2 separate regions of the Gossypium hirsutum genome follow, and region 2 is linked to region 1. The links are chromatin contacts, called in public Hi-C maps. All regions are on one chromosome and are shown on one strand. The core of a region is the stretch at or near the end of the contact, and the rest is flanking DNA. Distances in the headings are between cores, read along the strand shown.

Region 1 (5,917 bases), core at 2,195-4,694:
CTTTTTGAGTCTACTTCACCTCTCCATCATCCAAAACAGAGTGAAACAGTGGAACCAATTCAGGAGGAAAGTTGGGCAGAGAGCAAGATGCAGTTTGAGGATGAAAATCCTGGAGAAGAGCTTGTCGAAGGTTTTGCCATAAATACTCTCCCTGAGAGGTCTCTGCGAAGGGAAATAGTTGATGATAGCTCATCAATCATGAGCTGGTATAATAAAGACTCGATAGATGTAGCCATGTTAGTATTGAAGAACAACAAGACCTTAGAGGGAATTATGAAGGACTTAGATGACTACTTTTTGAAGGCATCAGCTGGTGGGAAGGAAATAGCTGTTTTTACAGACATCAACATAGGGAACAATTCTCTTCCATGGAAACTCAATGAAAACAAAAGTAAGCAAACCTTTTAATGATTTGTTATTTTACGAGTATCATTTTCCCTATGTTTAAGTGCTTTTTTTTCTTATGGTAAAAACATGGATAGGAAGCTCTATCTGATGCAATTGACTAAGCCGAAGCTGGAATTATATTTCTCTTCATGCTTCTGTGCTTTTTTCTTCTCTTGGTAATATGGATACCAATTTAGGCCTTAAAGTGAATCCTAAAGAACTTTTTACTTTGGTAATTGTTATTTGATCTTGTAATAAGTGATTTGAGCATTAAATAGCCAGTATCTGGCTGGCTGCATTGTGTTGTAAAAAATGCGCACTGTTTCCAAACTTGTCTACACTACAGGAAAGAGGAGCAATTCTGCAAAGGTTTTTAGTGTGTTGTCATGGAGCTGGTCTTCTAAGTCCCTTCAGCTTGCAAGAGATGCTTTTCAGTGTCGATATAGCGAACCATGCAATCCTGGAGCTCATTGCATTACTCTTGATAAGCTATATGTTGCAGAGCAGAAGCTTTACAAGCAAGTAAAGGTAAGAGTGATACCTAGCCTGGTCATTTGATTAAAACTTGAATAAATTATAATGTGCTATTGATTGTGATTTTGGTGGCAATGTCAGAATCTTTTAATGCATACATCGGTAGTGTGTATATTGAATATTTTATGACCATGCTTTGCCTAGGTTTCTGTTTCATTTTGACTTCTGTATGAGTCTTATTCTAATGTGATGATGTTTGTAGGAGGAAGAAGTTACCAAATTGGAGCTTGAAAAGAAATTGATGTTGCTCCAAAAGCAAGATGAAAACCGTGACTGGACGAAGACTCAGAAAATCAAATCAAGTGTTGAGAATCTGGAGAATGACATGACACGCTTGCAACATTCAATAAGTACAGCCTGTTCATCTATATTGGAGCTCATTGATGAGGAGCTTTACCCACAACTGGTTGCATTAACTTCGGGGTAAGATCTGTTTGCTATGCTACATGAGTACATATTTAGATTTCTTTAACCGGTTCGGTGATACGCAGAGGCATAGTTAGGGGAGAAGGCAGGGGCTTTGACCCCCTGGTTAAATGGGGTCTCTTACCATTATTCATAGTACAGTTTTAGTCCTTTTTAAGTAAAATTTTTAACTTTGTAACCCCCACCCCCACCAAAAAAAAAAAAAAAAAAGTTGGCCCTCCAAATACTGAGATTCTAGCTTTGCCCTGGTGATACCTAAATGAAGAGATACTCCAAAAACCTCAAAGTTCTGGTGTGATGCGGTTGTCAATAGGGTCCTCGTTACCAAAGTAATTTAGCATGATTTGATTTCTGGAAATTCACTTATTTTTGAAGGGGCTTTCAAAAGGTGTCAAGTATACATTAATTCAAGAAAAAACCATAAGTGTATGATGAAATCTTCTTAAATATAATTCCAACTTAAATTATCTTCCCTGTCTTGTTTCAGTTTTTAGTGAAATTGTCAATAAGCCTTAAGCAGTTATTGATTAGGTGTTTTTTTTTTAATGATCTTGGGGTGATTGAACTATTTGAATTATGGTTTATATTTCAGTAGTGTATAAGATTGAATTTGCTCAAATTGTCTAATCTTCCCAATTACAGTCTGATGGAGATGTGGAAGATGATGTACAAATCTCATCAATTTCAGAACCATATTTCAAAGCAGTTGAATCATCTCACTGATAATTTAAGCATGGATCTGACTACTGAATCCCGTCTTCAGGCTACAGCTCAGCTTGAAACTGAGGTTTCTTTCTGGTATTATAGCTTCTGCAGGCTCATAAAATCTCAACAAGAGTATTTAAGAACACTCTGCCAGTGGATCCAACTTACTGATTGCCTTGTAAGCAACCAGCAGCAGAGTCATTGCTCATCTGCAGTTCGTAGGCTTTGTGAAGAATGGCATCTTGGTTTTGAAAAATTACCTGATAAGGTAAACTTTACCATGATTTTTATACAAGTATTAGGGATATGGTGCTCAAGCAGTTCTTTAGTTAAATTATCTCCTCTATGCTATCATTTTGAGTTATATCTCTACTGTGCATGCAGGCGGCATCAGAGACCATTAAGAGTTTTTTGTTGGCTATCCAATCTATAATCCAACAGCAGGCTGAGGAGCACAACCAGAAAAAAAAATCTGAGAAGCTTCAGAAAAGGTTGCAGAAGGAGTTAATTTCACTGACTGAGATGGAGAAAAAGGTTGAGGGAAGTGTATTAACTTTAGATATGAACTCCACGCTGAGCCCAAAGCATCCTCTTTCATTGAAGCGTGCCAAAACTGAAGCCTTAAAGAAGCGAGTTGATGTGGAGAAAGGCAAACATCTGAACTCAGTCCAATTAAGCAAGACCATGATTTTAAACAATCTAAAAACTAGCCTGCCCAATGTATTTCAGGCATTAATGGGATTCTCGAAAGCTTGTGTTGAGGTCTTTGAGGCCATTCATGGCAACAGTCAGCCAAAAATTCCTTGTGCATCATAGAACTCAACAAACTAAATTTTATTGAATGGTGGAAATGTATGTAAATGCTTTCTACCGTAAATTGTCTGTCAAGGTGAACTGAATGTCTTGCCATTCTAGAGAATGATATAACGTTTTAATCAGTGAAGTTTTGATTAAGGTAAACTAATTGTTCAAATTAATCACTGTTATTAAAAAATAGGTCAATCCATTATTGTTGACGTGATTGACACGTATTTTTTCTTTCTTGGAATTTTGATTAAAGTTAGGGTCCTTTAGTCCAAAACAGTTTTTTTTTTCTACATAGTGAAAAGCTGCTTCATTATAACAACCAACAGAACGGGAATATTGCCCCCTAAGCATTTCGATGAATCTCACAAGCTTGTAAAATTGTCGGAAAGCGAGTGAACGAGTTCTTCATTTGCACCAATGCCTGTAGGATTAAGATGCTATCTTAATAATTCAAATTCAAGAATTATCGATAAAGAAAACCTAGAATCACAGAGCTTTAGCTGAAGACAACCAAAGAGAAAAATAAGGAAAACGCAAATAAAAATTTAACTTAAAAAGCCAATTAATGGATTAAAATTCAGAATTTTTTTTTCGGTTATGGTTCTTTTCTAAACTAATTTTTCAAGAAGAGTTTATCATAGTTGAAGTAAACAATAAGCTTCAAAAAGGGTACACAAAAGAACCAGAGATTTCCAGAGAATAACACTATCCCATCAGCCACTATTGCCTTCATATTGCTTGCAAATGCAATATCAAAGCATGCCGTTTAGTTTTGTCAAGCAATTACAGTATTGCACCTTGAAGCTAAACTGGAAAGTACAAGGATTTCAGGGACGGAGAGAGCGAGAAGGCATAGAGAGATCAAAAAATAAAATAACATAAAGAAATAAAATTCAAGAGATCAAAGAATAGAATAAATCAAATTTGATTATGAGTGATTAGCTCGCTTCTGTAATCCCAATCAATTGTCACTTCGGGTTCCTCATCAATCAACTAGTTCTATCCCAGCAGGATCTTCTGATCTTCCACTCGAATAACGAGTCGACAATGACTACTTATCTTCTGACCTCAATGTCTAAACTAGTTTGGGGTGAAGGTGTTCATGGATAGGCCATACCAATTTTGAGTTAATTTTCTCATTGATGACTTCCTATGGTTGTCAGGCCTAGGGTTTTAAGTTCTTCCATTCTCAAGCAGCTAATCCGTTAAGTAACCCTACAAAACAGTTAATAGATCATCCCTCCACTCACTAATCTCCCTTAGAAGGATTACTTCCACATGATTTTCATAAACAATATGGAATTGATGTAAAGAGAGAACATGATAAATTAATTGAAGTGTAAAGTTTAAGAAAACGTCTGATTTGTATTGAAGATGAAAAAGAATACACAGAGTTTGACTGTCTCCAAACATTAGATCTCTTGAGATAAAACAAAGAACAAACTAAAAATAAACCTAAAACCTTGAGAAGAAAGAAAAGCTAAACTGAATTTAAAAGTGAAATTCTAAGCTAAGTAATTGCTCCATTTTACATATGACAAAGGAGCCTGTTTATAGATCTCAGGTGGCTGTCATCCTTAACCCTAGGTTAGCTGACATTCCCGTGTTTTAAGTTTGATTGTGCAGACCAAAATGCCTCTTGACTCGTGTTAATTTTTGTCCAGAGTCGATGTCGCGACACACGTATCTTCAAGGGTATATCGCGACACCATTAGGTTGTGTTGTGACATCGAAGGTAGTTTCGTGATTTCTCCATTCTGCTCTCTATGTTGACATTGAGCATTCCTTGTTATGACATTGCGACCAATATTCATTTAATATGCCTTCTAATGGTCTCCTGCACACTTATAAAGTTCATTAGCTCACCCTTAGGCCTCATTCGGCCCCTAAGGTCAATAAAAGACTCAATTTTCACATTTTATTATCTCATTCCTCCACACTTAAGTCATTGCTTGTCCTCAAGAAACATGAACAAAGACAAGAAATAAAAGACGTCCCTTGAGAAAATATCACACAAGTATTGACTTTGGAGTACATAACTAGGCATTTTATACTTACATATAATTCTAACATAATGAATAGTTGACTTACCACTTTTGACCACAAACATCTAAGTTCAGTATGCTACAAAATATACAAGCACTAAGGGTCTCATCTGTAGGGATCCATCAATAAATTATACAAGTAATTTGATTATCCGAGCAGAATACAAATAGTTGATTATGCAATTGTTCAATATAATGTCCATTCATGCATAAGGATATTTAGGTCACATAGGACTTTTCGGCTTGTAACGTTCTGAGGCTAAGGAGAAGTGTGTAATTCAAAGACAGTAAGCATAAAAAGGTTTACGAACACGAAAATAGTTTGGCACATCGTTTTGATCCCTATTCTTCCCCATTAGTGGCCCTTACTCGCTTATCGCCTTATTTCTCCTTCTCTCACCTTCTTTGTTTCTCCACATAGGAAATCATAGCATGATATAGTAACTACGGCTATCCTACGAGTTTCTGTGCACTGATGAACGAGTTTTTCTTTCTCTTGTGACTTTGTCACTTTCTTTTTCAGCTCACAAATACTTTTTTCGTCGTTTCAAGATTTTTTCTACTCGTACTGATTTTCTTTTTGAGTTTTTCTTTTATTTTGCACTTTCAGGCTAACCTATAGTTCCCATATCACACCAATCTTTCCTATTTCACTCAATATTTACAAAATCCACCTTGATGTATCTACTTAACCCTCAATATGTATGGTCAGACGTCTATAGTCGTGTAGTGCAGGACCAAAGAAAAAAGGTAAATACAAATTAATGTTTCAGGCTAGGGGTTTGTAGTGAGGTTCCTCAAAAAATGTCAATAGGCTCAAAAATTGGTACTAAATGTGGAATACAAATAGGTCAGTTATCTGGCATGAAATACACTATTATTTACATCCTTTTTACACATAAATTTAGGTTATTTATTAGTTAAATCGAAGCATTTTAGTATATATTTAGGTTTTCATGCTTAGAGTAGTAGTTTATGTTTTTAGTAGTTTTTATTACATTTTATATATCTAA
Region 2 (5,917 bases), core at 1,859-4,358, 84 kb after region 1:
ACTCTGCTTTGTCCACATATGTATCCTGCTGAAACAGATTCTTGGTTCAGAGAATTTTGTTTAAAACAAATACCCGGATAACACAGCTAAGCTTAAATGCTTATAAAGGAAAGCCCCAAAGTATGAGGCATATTTTGATGATATCACAAAGTTCACAACTATTAAAAGAAATTTATAACTATAAAGCAGTAGGTATATTAAATTCAACCATATAACTGATCACATCCCTCGGAGCCTGTCCAATTTTCTCTTCAACTTTGCACATCAACTTTCACAATCACAAGTTCTCTTGAGGTGAGTGCATCAAGAATCTTCATACATCCATAAGCAACAACTAAGGTTTATGCACTGACAGAGTAGTGGCTTATCCCCCATTTGACCATTCATTGGAATTTATGCTCAGATGACTTTAAGTAAAGCTGATTTTGCTAACTAATACTATTTCCATACTAAAAAAGGCAAACACTCAAAAGTTCAATAAATAGGTAGAGTTATTTGGATTTTGGAGAAAATGGAATACAATCATCAAAGTAAAACAACAGGATCAATTCCATTCGTTTTCTAGTAAACTACAGTACTACATGCTGTCTCAAATGAATGTGAGTTTACCTTGCTTCCTGACCCTTTAACAACAGCTCCACTACCCTTTGGCTTATCCTCTCTGTATAAAGTGTAAAAGCAGCATAAATATAGTTTTAAAAAAAGTTAAAACTACTCCAGATGAGTATGTGAATTGTAAAAAATATGTCAAACAACTCCAGATGTATTTAACTTTAAAGTTTAAACAATTCCAATCACTACAAGGATGACAAGTATTTATCACCAAAGAGACAAAAAGAAGAAATGTTTTGCTACATATACCCCAAAAAATATGACATTGTGATAGAACCAACTGAAAGCTTACTTTTTTGCATGATGATTTGGTTGACGTTGTCTGCATGAATCATTCATGTAAGCAGATTTTTTCTCAAGCTGTTGATTAAGCTGCATCTCCAGATCTTCAACCTTCTTTTTCAATTTGATTATATCTGCCTCTGCTAGAGCTATGTCATTGAGATCTGCCTTTGTCTTCATAATAGTCGCAAGTTAAAATTTGATGCAAGTTAAAGGTTAGGTGGATTACTTAAATCAGAGTCAGGCCATCGTATACCTTTTCGTCAATCTTAGCTGGGAGAACTGTGGGTTGTTCTTGAGATGAGTTAAGAACGGATTCCAGAGCTGTCCTCTTATCTCTCTCCCTTTGCAACTCTTCCTTTAATATTGCTACCTATTAAGTACAATCAAGAGCAACAATCAAGATTCACGCCGGTTAATTTATAAAGCAAATACAAATATTAAACTCCATATATTGCAAAAAACAAACCAAAAGAGCTTCACATTACAAACGTACTTCTTTCTCAAGACATAGCTGACGCCCTTGCAATGTCTTCTTTCGTTTTTCCACACTGGCTTCGAGTTTGGTATTACCTTCAATCTGTATTAGAAAGATGACTTTGTCATGAAAAGTTTCCATACAAGTCAAGATAATAATAATAAGTTTTCGAAAGGTGGATAGATAGCAGAACCTCTTCTCTGAGTCTGTTTTGCAAGTCAGATTTTTCATCCTCAACTGTCTCAATTTCAAACCTAAAATAAGGCCAAATTGATAAATACAAAAAAGAAAATAGAGCTGTTATCAATATAAAAGGTCTGACTCTAATATTTTTGTTATTTCACTTTTAGCCATGTAAATTATGTTATGTGAAGGATAGATTCCATCATCCTAAGCTTGAAAGAATACTTTAAAAGATGCTTGCAAATTTTAGTTGGTATTGTGTCTTTGTAAGGTATATGAAAAATAACCAGGAAAACAAGTCGTTGCAGGCAAATTTATACAGGGCTTTTACATACAGATCATGGGAACATTGCTTACTCTTCTCCAAATGGATAATCAATGGATTCCATAGAAAGGTTCTTCCTTGCCTGAAGAAGCAAACCCAAGAAATTAATAATTAGTAAATGCATGACTATAAACATATTGACCAATTTGAGCAGCTATAAGTTTTTTTTTCTTTTTTGGTTCATTATAAGTTGATTAATCTAAGGTAACTCCCAAATACTCAAATTCATTCTTGGAAATACTTGTTAGCTAACGAGGCAAGTCAAACGAACCTGGCCAAAAGCATAACACATCATAAATGCAGAAAACAAACACTTACAGAAGTACGTCCCCAAACAGCATTACGCCTAGCTCTGTGTGCAGCAGCTGCGGATTGCTGGCTGCTTGGGATTTGAGCATGATGAGCTAACCTATCCTCCACATTGGTTGGACCATGAACACCTTTTGATAGCTCAGCAGACTTCTTGGTCAATGTTGCTGTACTTTTACTTTGATTACCCTTGCTCCTCTCTGAACCATCATTTCCTGACGATGGGTTGTGAATTGAACTTGAAAGCCTCTTGGTGGCTTTTACATCATGACCAGTTTCAGAGGACTCAGAACTTGAGCTCGAAGAATCAGAATCCTGCAATTTTATACTCGGTGCATTAATTTTTATTACTGATTTATTGCTCTTTTCACCTTTACAAAAGAAACAGAAAGAATACTCAAAATCTACCCGAGGACCAAAGAATGTAACAGCATGCATGTTACAGGCCGAATCTATGTTAGGAAAGGCAGTTTAATTTGGGTTCTTTAATTAAAGCTAAGAGTACATTTTTATTCCTTTCCTTAGGTTTATTGATTATGTTTTTATTGTTGTTGATTTATTTTCCTTAGAATAGGTTTTCTATTTATGTAATAAGACTAGTCCTTATTTAAAAGGATGTATGAAATAATAAAACTTAAGTAGAATTTCTATAAAAAACCCTAAAGAGCTTCGGGTCTCCTTTTAACGAGTCCTAAAATTTCAGTCTCCCCTTGATGATCTTAAAGGTTTCAATCTCCTTTCATGAGTAGAACTATCAATTACATAGATTGTAACAATTTGGCATTAAAGCCAACGATCCCTGGCTATGGTAGAACAATGACCCGCAAAATGGCACACAGGAATACACAAGAAGCTTGAGCATATACAAACAAAAAAGGATGATATATTAGATTGTACATTGCAGCATGTTCACGAAGTATTGCTAATACCAAAACCCAACTGTTTGATCAAATGCGTAAAGGAGTGGATAAAATAATTGCTGGTAAACAGGTTAGTAACTCTGGTATACACGAAGGTAGATCCTTTAACCGAAAAAACCAAACAACAGTCTTTGCCAATCTCTCTTCCTTGTACTATGCCTCAAACCCTTCTAAACCCATCTCGACAAAAACCATGGTAACCACAACTCACAACCAACTTCACTTCCTTGTCTTATTAATTAACCCCTCCTAAATTCATATAAAAAACCGATTATACCCAATCCAAAGAACCTTTAACTCATATTGGAAAAGTTTAATGGGTCTAAACTTTCTGGGTTATTTTGAAATATTCATGTTGGGGAGAAGTTTGAAAAGATTTATTCAATGGTGTTGATAAATGAGAATAAATTTGTGGTCTATGACCCCCTATTGATTTCGACTATTAGCAATGTAAGGGATCTTTGCAAAGTTAATCCTGACTTCGAGATTGATGACAAGCTCTAACCAAAGCACTTTCCAAGAACAAGTTCGAGTTTCAAACGATGTTGGAAAAGTTTCAAGAAAAAATCTTAAGGAGTCTTAGGAACTTAGAATTTTTTTAAAACTCCAAGATTTAGTAGATGCTTTTTAGATATTTTGAGTTATTTGTATTTGGTAGTTTCTTATGATGTAATGAGTTGTAAATTATGCGACATGTGCTATTTTGTTTAATATTAGATATCTTTTTGCTAATTATGTGGCTGTAACCAAACACATATATATATATATTGTAAAGCTTTGTAAAAAGATGATGTCAAAAAAATTGTCAGCAATTCATTTTCTGAAGTTAGTCTTCTCCACCTTCATCTTTTGATTTCTGTAGCAATTTACAGCTGCAATTTGATGCTCTGTTCTTTTCTGAGTTTACCAACAGAAATCTTTTAGCTGTTCCAAAATCCATATTAAATTTATTGTTTCCACCCTTTTTAAATTTTATAAACTATAATAAAATGTAAATTCCATTTGAAGACAGTAGAGGAACAGACCTTATCAACATCCACATCACTGGTAACAGAGTGACCACTTTCACTGCCTGTTTCACTTGGTGCATCATCATCATCATCATCATCATCATCATCGTCACCATCCTCCTCATCATTATCATTGGATACATCAGAGCCTTCTGTTTCATCATCGCATTCATCGTCTTCATAAGATTCATCTTCGTCATAGGGCTCACTATCATCTTCAGCTGCCTCCTCACTTTCACTGCCACTCTCTTCTGAATCAGAGTATAAATCAGAGGAAATAGAACCTTCCTGCCAACAAAATTCTGATCTCGTAACTACAATGTAAAAACCAAATCCAAACCAAAGTAATAAAAATTTGGAATATGAACAAGACTCATCTTTTTTATGTTTTTAAGAATATTGGGAAAAAGAAACAACTTTGACTTAGTGATCATGTTTGCTCAAGAAGAACAAATAGAAAATAAAACAGATCAATAGTGTACATACTTGTCTTTATAGCGACTACAGAAAGCCATATTGAAAGTTTAGTGAAAAAGAAGAAATAATTGGGGCTCACCCCAAATATTTGATTATACTCTTCCAATAGTGTTATAACAATGGCTTGAGCATGATTAGCTGCAGCAGCGGCTTGTAGCAATTGCATAGAACCATCACCACCCACATCAAAATCGGTTTCAATCTCACAATCACCAGCTAGAAGGGGTCGAAGAAGTAAGGGTGCCATGCATGCCGCCACGGCTGAAGTGCTCATTAGGTTTTCATTTTTGTGAGAAGCTACAACTTGCATCATCATTAGAATTCTGAAATAAAGGAGCAAGACAAGTAAAATACGGATAAAGCCACAACAGGGCAAAGAGTGACAATGATGAATCAATTACCTCTGTAGCAAGCGACGGTTTGGTTCAGGAAACGTGTCCAATACTGCCAAACGCATAGCATTGACTCTAGAACCACGTTGAGTTCCTAATCATTGTAAGATGTCCAATAACAGAATAAAAATAAAGAATAATGATTATCCAACGTATACTTCCCTTTGGAATTAGAGGCATCAAGAATCCAATTACTGTGAAGCATGTTATCAACTGAATTTGTTAAACAAAGAACAGTTGAACAAAAGACTTACGGCATGCTTCTAGTAACGCATTGCAGCATGATGCAGGAACAGGAGATGATGGCAACTCTCTGAGGATATACTGGAAAATGGCATTAAGGAAATTAGAAAAAAAAGTAGCAGGAGCAGTATATGTTGCAATTTAAATGAAACAATCTTCTGGAAACCAATATAGCATACCTTGACACAATCACCAATGACATGTGCATCCTCCTCGGAAGAAAACTCAGTTTTTCCTGCATTAAAAAGCATGGCCTAAAAGAGTTGGAAGGCTGAACAGAGAATAGATGAACTACAAGTATATATATTTTACTTTTTACAAAGCTACCCTTGACAGCATTGTTTACAGCCGAACATTAAATATTGAATGTGTAAATCCAAAGAAATTGTAAGAAAAGAACATAACCTATGATATCCGTAACCAATGTTAAAAAAAATGAATATAGAATATAGTCAAGGAGAATGTGTAAAAAAAATGAATATAGAATATAGTCAAGGAGAATGTGTCTGAACAAACCCTGTTCATATTCCTGAATTCGACGCTTAACATCTTCAACATCTGCAGCTTGTCGTAAGATCCCTTCTACTCTGACACCTGTTAAGTTATTTTAACATGATTATATATACATAGACAGTTATACAGTATAGGGAATTAGAAATTTAGAATATTACTTAAATGCAATTGTA

The links. Hi-C and Micro-C count contacts between places; a contact is called where the count stands out from the background.
Region 2: a Hi-C map of seedling shows a contact between it and region 1, with 2.6 times the contacts expected there. The contact joins two enhancer-like sites. A contact is called at or near these places in 4 of 34 Hi-C or Micro-C datasets (hypocotyl, leaf and seedling).

The regions. Positions count from the first base shown.
Region 1 is chrD01:25,639,422-25,645,338 of Gossypium_hirsutum_v2.1, forward strand. It overlaps LOC107922166 (protein ALTERED PHOSPHATE STARVATION RESPONSE 1), which reads left to right. Exons shown (of 7, transcript XM_041086458.1): 3 at 1-391; 4 at 734-915; 5 at 1,124-1,344; 6 at 1,990-2,320; 7 at 2,437-2,990. The coding sequence ends at 2,868. Among protein-coding and RNA genes, the nearest start is that of LOC107922166, 4.6 kb to the left of the region's middle. Within about 2 kb of position 3,445, at least 1 of the 9 cell types and tissues checked has an H3K27ac peak or open chromatin away from gene starts, as enhancers often do.
Region 2 is chrD01:25,723,748-25,729,664 of Gossypium_hirsutum_v2.1, forward strand. LOC107920961 (rho GTPase-activating protein REN1) reads right to left here. Exons shown (of 30, transcript XM_041086460.1): 15 at 5,748-5,825; 16 at 5,411-5,466; 17 at 5,243-5,312; 18 at 4,998-5,082; 19 at 4,676-4,919; 20 at 4,135-4,407; 21 at 2,199-2,504; 22 at 1,913-1,962; 23 at 1,566-1,626; 24 at 1,391-1,474; 25 at 1,151-1,267; 26 at 905-1,068; 27 at 610-661; 28 at 1-28. Among protein-coding and RNA genes, the nearest start is that of TRNAS-GCU, 4.7 kb to the left of the region's middle. Within about 2 kb of position 3,109, at least 1 of the 9 cell types and tissues checked has an H3K27ac peak or open chromatin away from gene starts, as enhancers often do.